Regions from separate parts of the Anser cygnoides genome. Here region 1 is linked to region 2. A link is a contact called in public Hi-C data. All regions are on one chromosome and are shown on one strand. Each heading gives the region's core, a stretch centred on a gene start, on an enhancer-like site or on the middle of the called end of the contact. The rest is flanking DNA. Distances are from core to core; before and after follow the strand shown.

Evidence for each region. Hi-C and Micro-C count contacts between places; a contact is called where the count stands out from the background.
Region 1: a Hi-C map of liver shows a contact between it and region 2, with 4 times the contacts expected there. The contact joins the promoter of USP44 here to the promoter of HAL in region 2. A contact is called at or near these places in 2 of 7 Hi-C or Micro-C datasets (both in liver).

The regions. Positions count from the first base shown.
Region 1 is chr1:48,192,844-48,197,879 of Taihu_goose_T2T_genome, reverse strand. It overlaps USP44 (ubiquitin specific peptidase 44), which reads right to left and starts at 2,329. Exons shown (of 6, transcript XM_066994801.1): 1 at 2,221-2,329.
Region 2 is chr1:48,053,703-48,059,185 of Taihu_goose_T2T_genome, reverse strand. HAL (histidine ammonia-lyase) reads right to left here and starts at 2,111. Exons shown (of 20, transcript XM_048061205.2): 1 at 1,442-2,111; 2 at 931-991; 3 at 727-754; 4 at 336-410; 5 at 158-230; 6 at 1-60. The coding sequence starts at 1,688. LTA4H (leukotriene A4 hydrolase) reads right to left here. Exons shown (of 19, transcript XM_066994787.1): 19 at 5,453-5,483.

The DNA.
Region 1 (5,036 bases), core at 1,080-3,579, 140 kb before region 2:
TCCTTTTTTTTTCATAGTATTGTATTTTTTTTCTCTGTTTGAAAAAAAAGAAAGCATCGAGAGCGATACTACTTACATGGCTGAATTTCAGCGTATATTGGACAGAGGACAGAAGCAGCCTGCCGATTTCAGGGTGAGTGCTGCGTAAGCCAGGGTTGTGCAACCAAGCTCTTAATGCGAAAGCAACAGGATTCTACGAAAGCGCAAGACCGACGCCTTGAAGAGAAAAGCCTAAAAGCCCTTGCCCCCCGCCAGCAGCCAGGCCAGCACGACATCTTCCCACCTCCGCCGATGCACGGAGAAAGGAGCCGGGCTGGGAGGGGGAGGAACCAGCCTGGCATGGGAGAAGACAGTTTCTTTGAAGAACATGTAAAGAAAGCAAAACGCACAGTTCGGTCAGAGACACAAATATCTGAAAAGACCGCAAAAAAGCTAATAGTGCCAAATCAAGACCAGGAAAACTTCAGCTCAACGTCGGGCAGCACGCTGACGGCATGAATGTTTTAAGACGTGGAACACTAAAACACTAAATCAAGCGGGAAAATTTATTAACTTAGAACAAATAATCTGCAAAATAGACTAGGTCGGGGAAAAAACAGGATCAAAGTAACAGATAATGGTGGAAATATCATAAAAAATACTGGATCTTGATTGCCACACCTAGTAGAAAACTGCAGCTGGGGTAAAACAGTTCAAGCAAATGCTACACTATTAAAATTCTCTAAAGAAAGTTATTCAGCACCAGCTTGTGCATTCTTCTCTCCCGAGGCTCAGTTCTCTGCACACACACAAAGAAATTGTGAATTAATTGACCAGCACTCCAGAGATCAAGCCCCCCTGTGCTCTTAGCACAGACCCGAGCAGAAGCAGTAAGCAAGATAACAAGCACCAACATACAGAATAGCGCGGCTGAAAGGAGCAAGCTGCCTGGGAAAATACGGATATACAAAAGTCTCCTTGCGCCAAAATTTCACTAGCGCAGAATATATCCAGAATATGGTATTTATTTTCACTGAAGCACGCCGATAAGGCTGAGACACGGTGTATTTCTTTAGCTAGTTTTACCGAATGATGGCTGACAAACTAAACTTCGGGGTAACTTATTAGCTGAAAAAGTACTCGATGCTAAAAAAAAAAAAAAAAGAAATCAGAAGTCAACAACATAGATGTTTTTCTTCCATCTGGGTTACGTGTAAACAAGAGATTCATTTTCACAGCTGTTAAATTGAAAATTGTAACTCAGATAGAAACAAAAGGATCTCTTTTTTAGTCACTACTTTTGTAATTAGTTGCTCGGCTCACAGGGAAAAAAATCAAACAGTATCTCAAGCGTTAGGCTCCACTGCGTAGTTTTACTGATGTATTCGCATGCATGGGTGGATGCTCGTGCGTACGTATGTATATGTGCGTGTGATTAATGTTCCGGCTCTTCAATCAGGCGGCAGTTTACCAACCGATTTTCACCGGGCTCCGTACCTGTTTAACACCTGCACCAAGAGCAAACACGGGTACCTCAAGAACTGAAAGTTTTAGATAACGAGCACGTTATTAACTCGAAGCCAGCCGTCCTGCTTCCTCAGGACGGACCTTTTTTCCAGCCAACCCAACGAAACACCGCTGGGCACAACTCCACGCTGCAGCGCAGTCCTGTAGACTGAGACCCAAAGCTCTCACAGCGCTCCGAAAAGAAGCTTTGTGGATGATTTCCCATTTTAGTAGCACAGCCTTCGCCCAGCAGCGCGCAGCCTCCTTTCCCTGAGGCCGTACAGGTCTTCGCCTAACTCTTAGAATAAACTTTTCGTTCCCTTTTGGCCACCCTGTGCGTACCACCGCCCGGACGCGGACCCCCACCGGCACGGCGCCCCGCTGGAGCCCGGCGAACGACACCACGCTTCCTGCAGCCGAGCCGCGGGGGCACCGGGGACCGGGGCAGGGGCAGCAGCGGGAGCAGCCCCGCGTCCCTCGGCGCTGCCTTCGCCGCTCCCCGCTGACAGCTCCGCCGACCCAGCCGCTCCGCCTGCCCGCGCCCCTCGGCTCCCCGCGGCCACCGGCGGGCAGCTCCCCCCTAAACCGGGGCACGGCCCCGCGCCGCGCCCGCCTCGCCCCACCGCCTGCCCCGCTCGGCACCGAGCCGCCGGCGCCCGCCCGTGCCCGGCGAAGGGCCGCTGCCGCCCCCCGCTCCTCGCCCCGCGCCGGCCGCCCCGAGGCACCCGCACGCACCCGTCACCCGCCGCTGCCGCCATCTTGCGCGCCCCGAGCCGCGGCCGCCTCGCCCCGGCCCCTCGGCGACGTCAGCGCCGAGCCGAGGCCGCCCCCCGCTTCCCTCCCTCCCTCCCCGCGGGGATCCCCGCTCCGCCCCGGGACGGGCCCCACCGCCCCCACACGCCCCCCGCCGTGGAGTTTCCGAGCCGCTGCCGGCTCTCTGGGGCGGGTGTCAGCCCTGCGCCGAAGAGCAGAGCGAGCCCCGCGTTGTGGGGAGAGCTGCGTGGGGGAATAAACTCTTGGCAAAAGCTCACTGGGCTGGTCTATATCTATACACATATACACTTTGCATACGTGCTCAAGCGGGTTTGCTCGTGCTTTGTGTGAATGTGCCCCAAAAGATGGTGCAGTGGGCTTCGGAGCAGGCTCGTGGTGTCCCACGAGCCCCCAGGACAAACGGGGCATGGCCACGAGCACCGAAGGCCCTCTCCTGAGCCCCCCGTGTCCACCAGGATCTTTCCCTAGAGCAGCAAGACTACGCGCATCTGCCTCTGCGCTTCTGCTCGTGTCGTCATGGAAAATGCGCTTTGGTGTAAAATGTGTGGTGAAATATCTCGGCCCTGGCTGTCTCCGCTCCCCTCCAGCTGCGGGGCTCAGCCCTCGCTGCTTGCAGGGCGGCTGCCGGGGTTCAGGCAGCAGGATGCAGCTGAGCGATGCAGCTCGGTTTTCCTTCAGGGTCACTCTGTTGTGGTGCTCTCAGAAGCCCTCAGGGTATGAAAAAGTAAACTCACCAAGCTTCTCACTCATGATTTCAATGCGTTTCTAGCCTCTAATGTGAGGAATGATGTTGCCTACTCAAAACACGAAAATCAACTGCTTGTGTACAGTGGATGTATTTACACATCCTTGGGTGTTTTTAAGACAACTTTCACTACTTCGAAATAGCTACCACATGTATTTTTGTCAAGTTACTACCCACATCTTTACCAGTAGTGTTTGTTCCTTCAGTCCTAGCTGGGAAACTAGCTCTCCCACCATGACGCATCGCTCTTGCCTCTCTCACTCGGTATCCCTGTCCAGCCCTGGCTGCATGTCTGTCTGTCAGCTAAGTGGTCTTGGCATGGACTCGATGTGACCCCCAAGCTGCCTCAGCCCCATGCCCCAGCACACTGCTGCAGTGCTGCCCTCCGCTCATGTGGTGAGCTCAAGGTGAGGCTCGGGGCACTTCAGGATATCCCAAGCCCCGTTTTCCTTGGGTGTCTGACGGGGTCTTTGATCCTGAAATGCTCGTGGGAAGGCCAGCAGTAAGAGCAGAACACGGTGGCTCCACAACATGGATGTTAAGCCCACCGCGGGGCTAAGGGTTAACTCATTCAGGCACAGCCTGAGGCCTTGCAACCAACCTCCTTTATGCCCTGAACGGCCCCTTTTACCGGTCATTCCCAAAGTCCCTCAAAGAACCTTCAGAAATTCATTTTCATTTAAGCTGGTTTTTATATCTTGACAACCCATCGCTGTCCCCAGTGTACCCCTCTTTCCCCTCCACCAGACAGTGCCTATCTTCCAAAACCCCATTCTACTGCTAACAGAGATTTGCCGTGCCTGCTATCTCTGCAGTATTTGATTTTACATAGAACAGATGAAGAGAAAATAAAGTTCCTCCTTTCTTTTTATTTCCTTTTCTCTTTTTTTTTTTCTCCCCATCAGTTCCCCATGTTAATTGGACAACACTTCAGTTGATTCTCACTAAGCGACCCTTATTGGGGCAGGGCAGCCTTCAATCTCTCTTCCTGCATGCTGGCTAATCCATTGCAAATTGTTGATTTGGGATTGGGATTTGGCTCCAACCAAGCAGGTAAATCACTGAATTGCTATGTGCTGCTCTTACCTGATCTGTCCTGCTTCACGTATGTCTTTAGTGACACCCCACTTAATTTTTTTGACCTTCCTTTAGCCTTTCTCACAGTCATGCATTTATTCTGCTAAGGTAATGGCCACATTAAAAACATTCAAGGCTGATAAGAGAATGCCGGATCCTCAGGGACATTATAGCTAGAATGCTTGTGATTTATTGAGACCGCCAGAAATTGATTTCCTAAAAGTAATTTAATTTTAAATTCATTGAGTATTTATGAAAATGGATGCCAGATATATGTGATATTGTCAAGAAGCAAACAAATGTAATAAATCCTTAAAAGTAATGTAACCTCATGTCTTCCTATTACATAGAAAAACATTCTCTGGAGGGGAGAACACAGCTTCTGACAAAATGTTAAAACCTTTCTAATACAGCAAAGACTTTTAATGTATTTTTAAATGTCCCCTAGCATTATGTTTATATATACATATATATATATATACACAGCGTGTGTGCACTTACTGAAAAAATATTTACTTAGTCCGCTTGACGGACGAAGACATCATAAGATGCTATTCTGAATGAAGCATCTGAACTTCTATAAATGCCTGAAATTTAAAATGAAATGAAAAGTGAGCTTTAAACAAAAAGTGAGCTTTAAACAAATATGGAGCAACCTTTTGCTCTTGTTGATATGAGCACCGATACTGGTTTGCACTGTAATGGCATTCAGGGAAGCCACTGGACCACCACTACTTGCCCCGGGACTGTCCTGAGTTTGAGAAGCTCCTATGTGACATTTCTATTCCTGGAGAGCCTGTCATCTTCTCTGAAGTGTGACGCAATAGTTAAGGAATATTGGTCATCAGAAAATTTGTTCTTTCACTTTTATGACAGTACAGACATGTCCCATGCAGACATAAGCAGATGGGACTGATGGTATGGAGTTAATTGCACATCTGAGGCACAGAAAATA
Region 2 (5,483 bases), core at 862-3,361:
TACTGTTTGGAATGACAGTTCTGGCAAACTTCCCAAACCCGGTGGTGATTCCATAAACAACTGCAAGAAACACACATTTCTGGTTAAGGAGAGGGCCTGAGATAGTTTTCAAAGTGGCTGACAAAAACAGTTGATAGTTAGTGATAAAAATATTTACCTGTCTGTTCCTTTACAATCCTTTCAATTACTTCTCGTGATCGTTTGACTTTAGCTTCAGCTTCAGGTGTGAGCTAGAAAATGAGTATTTTTGAATATTAGTTTATCTATCACATCATTTAATTCTAATCGTAGAAAGATAAACATGATTTTTTGCCATGTTTGTTCAGAATCTTTACCTTTATCTTGTAGAGCCCCTTTCCCAAACTGACCAGGTCCTCCGTTGTTAAGCTGTTGCCATCTAAAGAAATATACTACACCAAAGAACCACCTTTTAGTTTGGGATACATATACACATAGAATTGCTTAATGATCACAGCATTAAAACAACAACAACAATAACAAAAAAAAACCAACCAAAGCTCAGCAATGACAGGAAGGTCATGCATGCTCTCATTCATAAATAGGAACACCGTAACAAAATTGCAATAAGCAAATCACAATTTAGATTCCCAGGCCCAGAAGACCTAACAGCCACTGATCTCATGAATTTTGCAGTGGCTAACTCTCCACAAGCTCTGAAGAGTATGAGGATCATTACTAAGTTGTAAAATCATTGGTGATTCCTACCTGTTCTGGTTCTCGGTATTTGCTATATCTGAAAGTTACGTAAAGGAAAAGAAATGGCAAACATGACATCACAAGTAGTAGTGTCCATTAGACTAAAACTGGCAATGTCTTTTAAAAATGAAGGAACACTGAAAGAACATGGAAATCCAGAAAATTATAAATCTGGAATTATAGAAAGTTTACGGAATGCTCCAAAAAGGATACAAATGAACTCCTTCTGGCTGAGATGGTATGAAATCTGGAGACATTATGTCTCCTTCTATAACTAGAAGATATATCCAAAGTAAACATGAATGGGATTAAACTGTATTCTAAGTATAGATTAATTTGTTATTCATTACAATATACAACAGTAAGTATTCTAATTTGCAATCATCAGCACCAAACAAATTTATATGCCTCTAGGAAAATAATTAGTGTTTATGTAGTTTATTTAAGGTAATCTAAAGACAGAAACAGAAGAACCCAATCCTTGGACATATGCTCCATCTCCTGAACAATCACAGAGAGTATAAGACATCACATAGGGATGATATATACAGCATCCTGTAGTTTCTAAACCCTAAATAGTTCTGTTAGAATTTACATTTCGGTATTTTTCCATAAACATCTTAGACACCGTTTCTGATGCAATTTTAGATCAACTAAAACACAGCTTGCTAACTCAGGTGCCAACGCAGTCATTTCGTCATGCATTGCCTAAGGTTTTGCTTACCAACTTCAACAAATTCATTGTCCTCCAGGGCGTCCTCCACCGTGTCATCAAGATCCAGCAAGCCAAGACCCTTGCACCTTCGAACATAAAATTTTACTTCTTCCACCGATGTAAATCCTCCGTTGTCGGGTTTGTTTTTCATGTACCGTCTCACAGCTTCCCTTCCCAGCCATCCGACTGTGTTAGCACCGTTCAGGCACGGCACTGCCAGCCATTCCCCTCGGACGTGCACTGTGTATCTTGGCATGCTTTCTCTCCAGAATTGTTCCTTGCCTGAAGGGCTGCAGTGTGAAGCAGCCTTACATTTACCACGCCACAGCCCGAGAGCAGTATCCAGCCGGATTCCGGTGTCCCAATCAGATCAAGGCAAAAATCCACCCCCAAAGATCCCCACCTTTGTAAATAAGCGAGATCGATGTATTCAGCTGAATTCAGCCAATGAAACCAAACCGAGGGAGCACACCCTTTTCCTGGAAAGGACCAGATATCCCCCCTCTTCCGATCAAAACCTTGCCTGAGAGAATCTCTGTTTATTCGGACACTGCTGTAGCAGAAGCCTAATTAGATTTTGGGAGTGAATGAACGGAATGGTGTAAGTTCATAACCTAAAATAGAGAAAAAATATTTTCAGTGATTTTTTTTCTACTAGAAGTTATCACCCAGAGGGGTAGCAAGAAAACTGAATGGTTCACTAAGTCCTTAACACAAAGGAGTCAATTTAGGTAGGTTTTCTGCTGCTTTATTTTAAGCTATTCTGGTTCCAAAAAAGCCAGTATTTTAGTGAATTTATTAAAAGATGACTGACACAGCATTCATAAATATGTAAACTGATTTTTGAGCCTCAGTCACACAAGAGTTAAATTTTCCATCACTTTTAATGAAACTACTTAGACATATGTAGGTTAGAGCTGAATAGAAGAACTCAGCATACCTTGAATAAATAAATCCCAAGACATGTTCATGCCTTAATTTATATTAGAGCTGCTAACAGGAAAAGATTAATCTCCTGGTAAAATACGTCTACTTGAAAGTTTATACTAATCAAAACACGAAAGAAATATATTGAATGACTGTCCACTCCTACTCTAAATACAATTAAATCCAGACTTTTTGCCATTACAGTATCACAGTATCACAGATTTCTAGGTTGGAAGAGACCTCAAGATCATCGAGTCCAACCTCCGACCTAACACTAAGTACTCCACTAAACCATATCCCTAAGCTCTACATCTAAACGTCTTTTAAAGACCTCCAGGGATGGTGACTCCACCACCTCCCTGGGCAGCCCGTTCCAATGCTTAATAACCCTTTCGGTAAAGAAGTACTTCCTAACATCCAACCTAAACCTCCCCTGGCGCAACTTTCGCCCATTCCCCCTCGTCCTGTCACCAGGCACGTAGGAGAACAGACCAACCCCCACCTCTCGACAGACTCCTTTAAGGTAACTGTAGAGAGCGATAAGGTCGTCCCTGAGCCTCCTCTTCTCCAGGCTGAACAAGCCCAGCTCCCTCAGCCGCTCCTCGTAAGACTTGTTCTCCAGACCCCTCACCAGCTTGGTCGCCCTTCTCTGGACTCGCTCGAGCACGTCTATGTCCTTCCTGTAGCGAGGGGCCCAAAACTGAACACAGTACTCGAGGTGCGGCCTCACCAGAGCCGAGTACAGGGGGACAATCACTTCCCTAGACCTGCTGGCCACACTGCTTCTTATGCAGGCCAGGATGCTGTTGGCCTTCTTGGCCACCTGGGCACACTGCTGGCTCATATTCAGCTGACTATCAACCAATACTCCCAGGTCCTTCTCAGCCAGGCAGCTTTCCAGCCACTCATCTCCCAGCCTGTAGCTCTGCTTGGGGTTGTTGCGCCCCAGATGCAGGACCCGGCACTTGGCCTTGTTGAACTTCATACAGTTGGCCTCAGCCCATCGCTCCAGCCTATCCAGATCCTCCTGCAGAGCCTTCCTGCCCTCGAGCAGATCGACACACGCACTTAGCTTGGTGTCATCTGCAAACTTACTGAGGGTGCACTGGACGCCCTCATCCAGATCATCGATAAAGATATTAAAGAGGGCCGGCCCCAGTACCGAGCCCTGGGGGACACCACTAGTGACCAGCCTCCAACCAGATTTGACTCCATTCACCACAACTCTCTGGGCCCGGCTATCCAGCCAGTTTCTAACCCAGCGAAGCGTACGCCAGTCCAAGCCCCGAGCAGCCAGTTTCTGGAGGAGAATGTTGTGGGGAACGGTGTCAAAAGCCTTACTGAAATCAAGGTAAACCACATCCACAGCCTTTCCCTCATCCACCAAGCGCGTCACTTTGTCATAGAAGGAGATCAGGTTCGTCAAGCAGGACCTGCCTTTCATAAACCCATGCTGACTGGGCCTGATCGCCTGGTTGCCCTTGCATTACTTGTATACAGTATTTTTCCTCCTCCAAAATAGCTTTTTTTTTTTTTTTTTTTTTTTTCTCTTTGTTACTCCTTGACATGGGGTTCTATGTCAACAGATTTAATTTATGTTAATTTATCATTTTCAGGAAAAGCCGTTCTTCCCAGATTCATTTCAAAAAACAACCTATAGATGGCAGTATTCACAACAATTTCACCTAAACTATCAACTTGGACTGAAATATGCAAGAAACACAGCCCTCCTAATGCTTTTAACCTCATTTCTAACTTACTATATCAGTGTAGAGTGGTGGTGGCTGGAACGGATTATAAAATGGAAATATTAAAAAAAAAATAAAACCAGATCTGTGAAGGAAAGACTTGGGCTTCAGTCCCCTGCAATAATTAGAATTTTTAAAAATATGTAGTGGGTTGAAATAATTTAAGTCACTAAAAGCATAGCAAGATATTAAATATGAAATATGGTAAAAATCCCAGGTTTGCTAAAGAAAGAGAACAAGCGTATTTCAGATAACTCGTAATAATAGTACACAACAAAGGATCCAATAGCAATGAAAAAGTAAAACCACTGTATTGTGACTGATGTAAAGAACTGACTAATGTAACAAAGCCATGATAAATGTGGCTAGACAGATTTTTTTCTCAGCTTTCAGTACAACGCTGTAATCCATTTAGGTCTTCAAAGTCCTATTAGACCCATAGTAATTCACACCAGTGGAAAATATTCTCCTACAACACAGGAGAGTAAATAAGGTAATTGGATTGATGGGCTGAGGCCAATGGGACAAAGTTTAACAAAACCAAGTGCCGGGTACTACACTTCGGTCACAACCCCACGCAGCACTACAGGCTTGGGGCAGAGTGGCTGGAAAGCTGTGCAGAGGAAAAGGATCTGGGCGTGCTGACTGATGCTCACCTCAACGTGAGCCGGCAGTGTGCCCAGGTGGCCAAGAAGGCCAGTGGCATCCTGGCTCGTACCAGAAATAGTGCAGCCAGCAGGGCCAGGGAGGTGATCGTCCCCCTGTACTCTGTGCTCTGGTGAGGCTGCACCTTGAGTGCTGCGTTCAGCTTTGGGCCCCTCACAACAAGAAGGACATCGAGGCCCTGGAACACAGCCAGAGAAGGGCTATGAGGCTGGTGAAGGGCCTGGAACACAAGTCCTATGGGGAGCAGCTAAGGGAACTGGGGTTGTTTAGTCTGGAGAAGAGGAGGCTCGGGAGAGATCTTGTTGCTCTCTACAACTACCTGAAAGGAAGGTGTGGGGAGCTGGGGGTCGGCCTCTTCTCACAGGTAACCAGTGATAGGACTATAGGGAATGGCCTCAGGTTGCGCCAGGGGAGGTTCAGGTTGGAAATAGGAGACATTTCTTCTCAGAAAGAGCAGTCAAGCACTGGGACAGGTTGCCCAGGGAGGTGGTGGAGTCACCATCCTTGGGGGTGTTTAAGGAAAGGGTAGATGTGACACTTAGGGACATGGTTTATTGGGCAGTATTGATGGTAGTGGACAATTGGACCACACGATCATGGAGGTAGGTCTTTTCCAAGCTTAACAATTCTATAATTCTATTATTCTGACACTTTTTGTACAGATCAATACACGAGTAGACTGAGCAATAAAAAGATTTATTTTTCAGTTG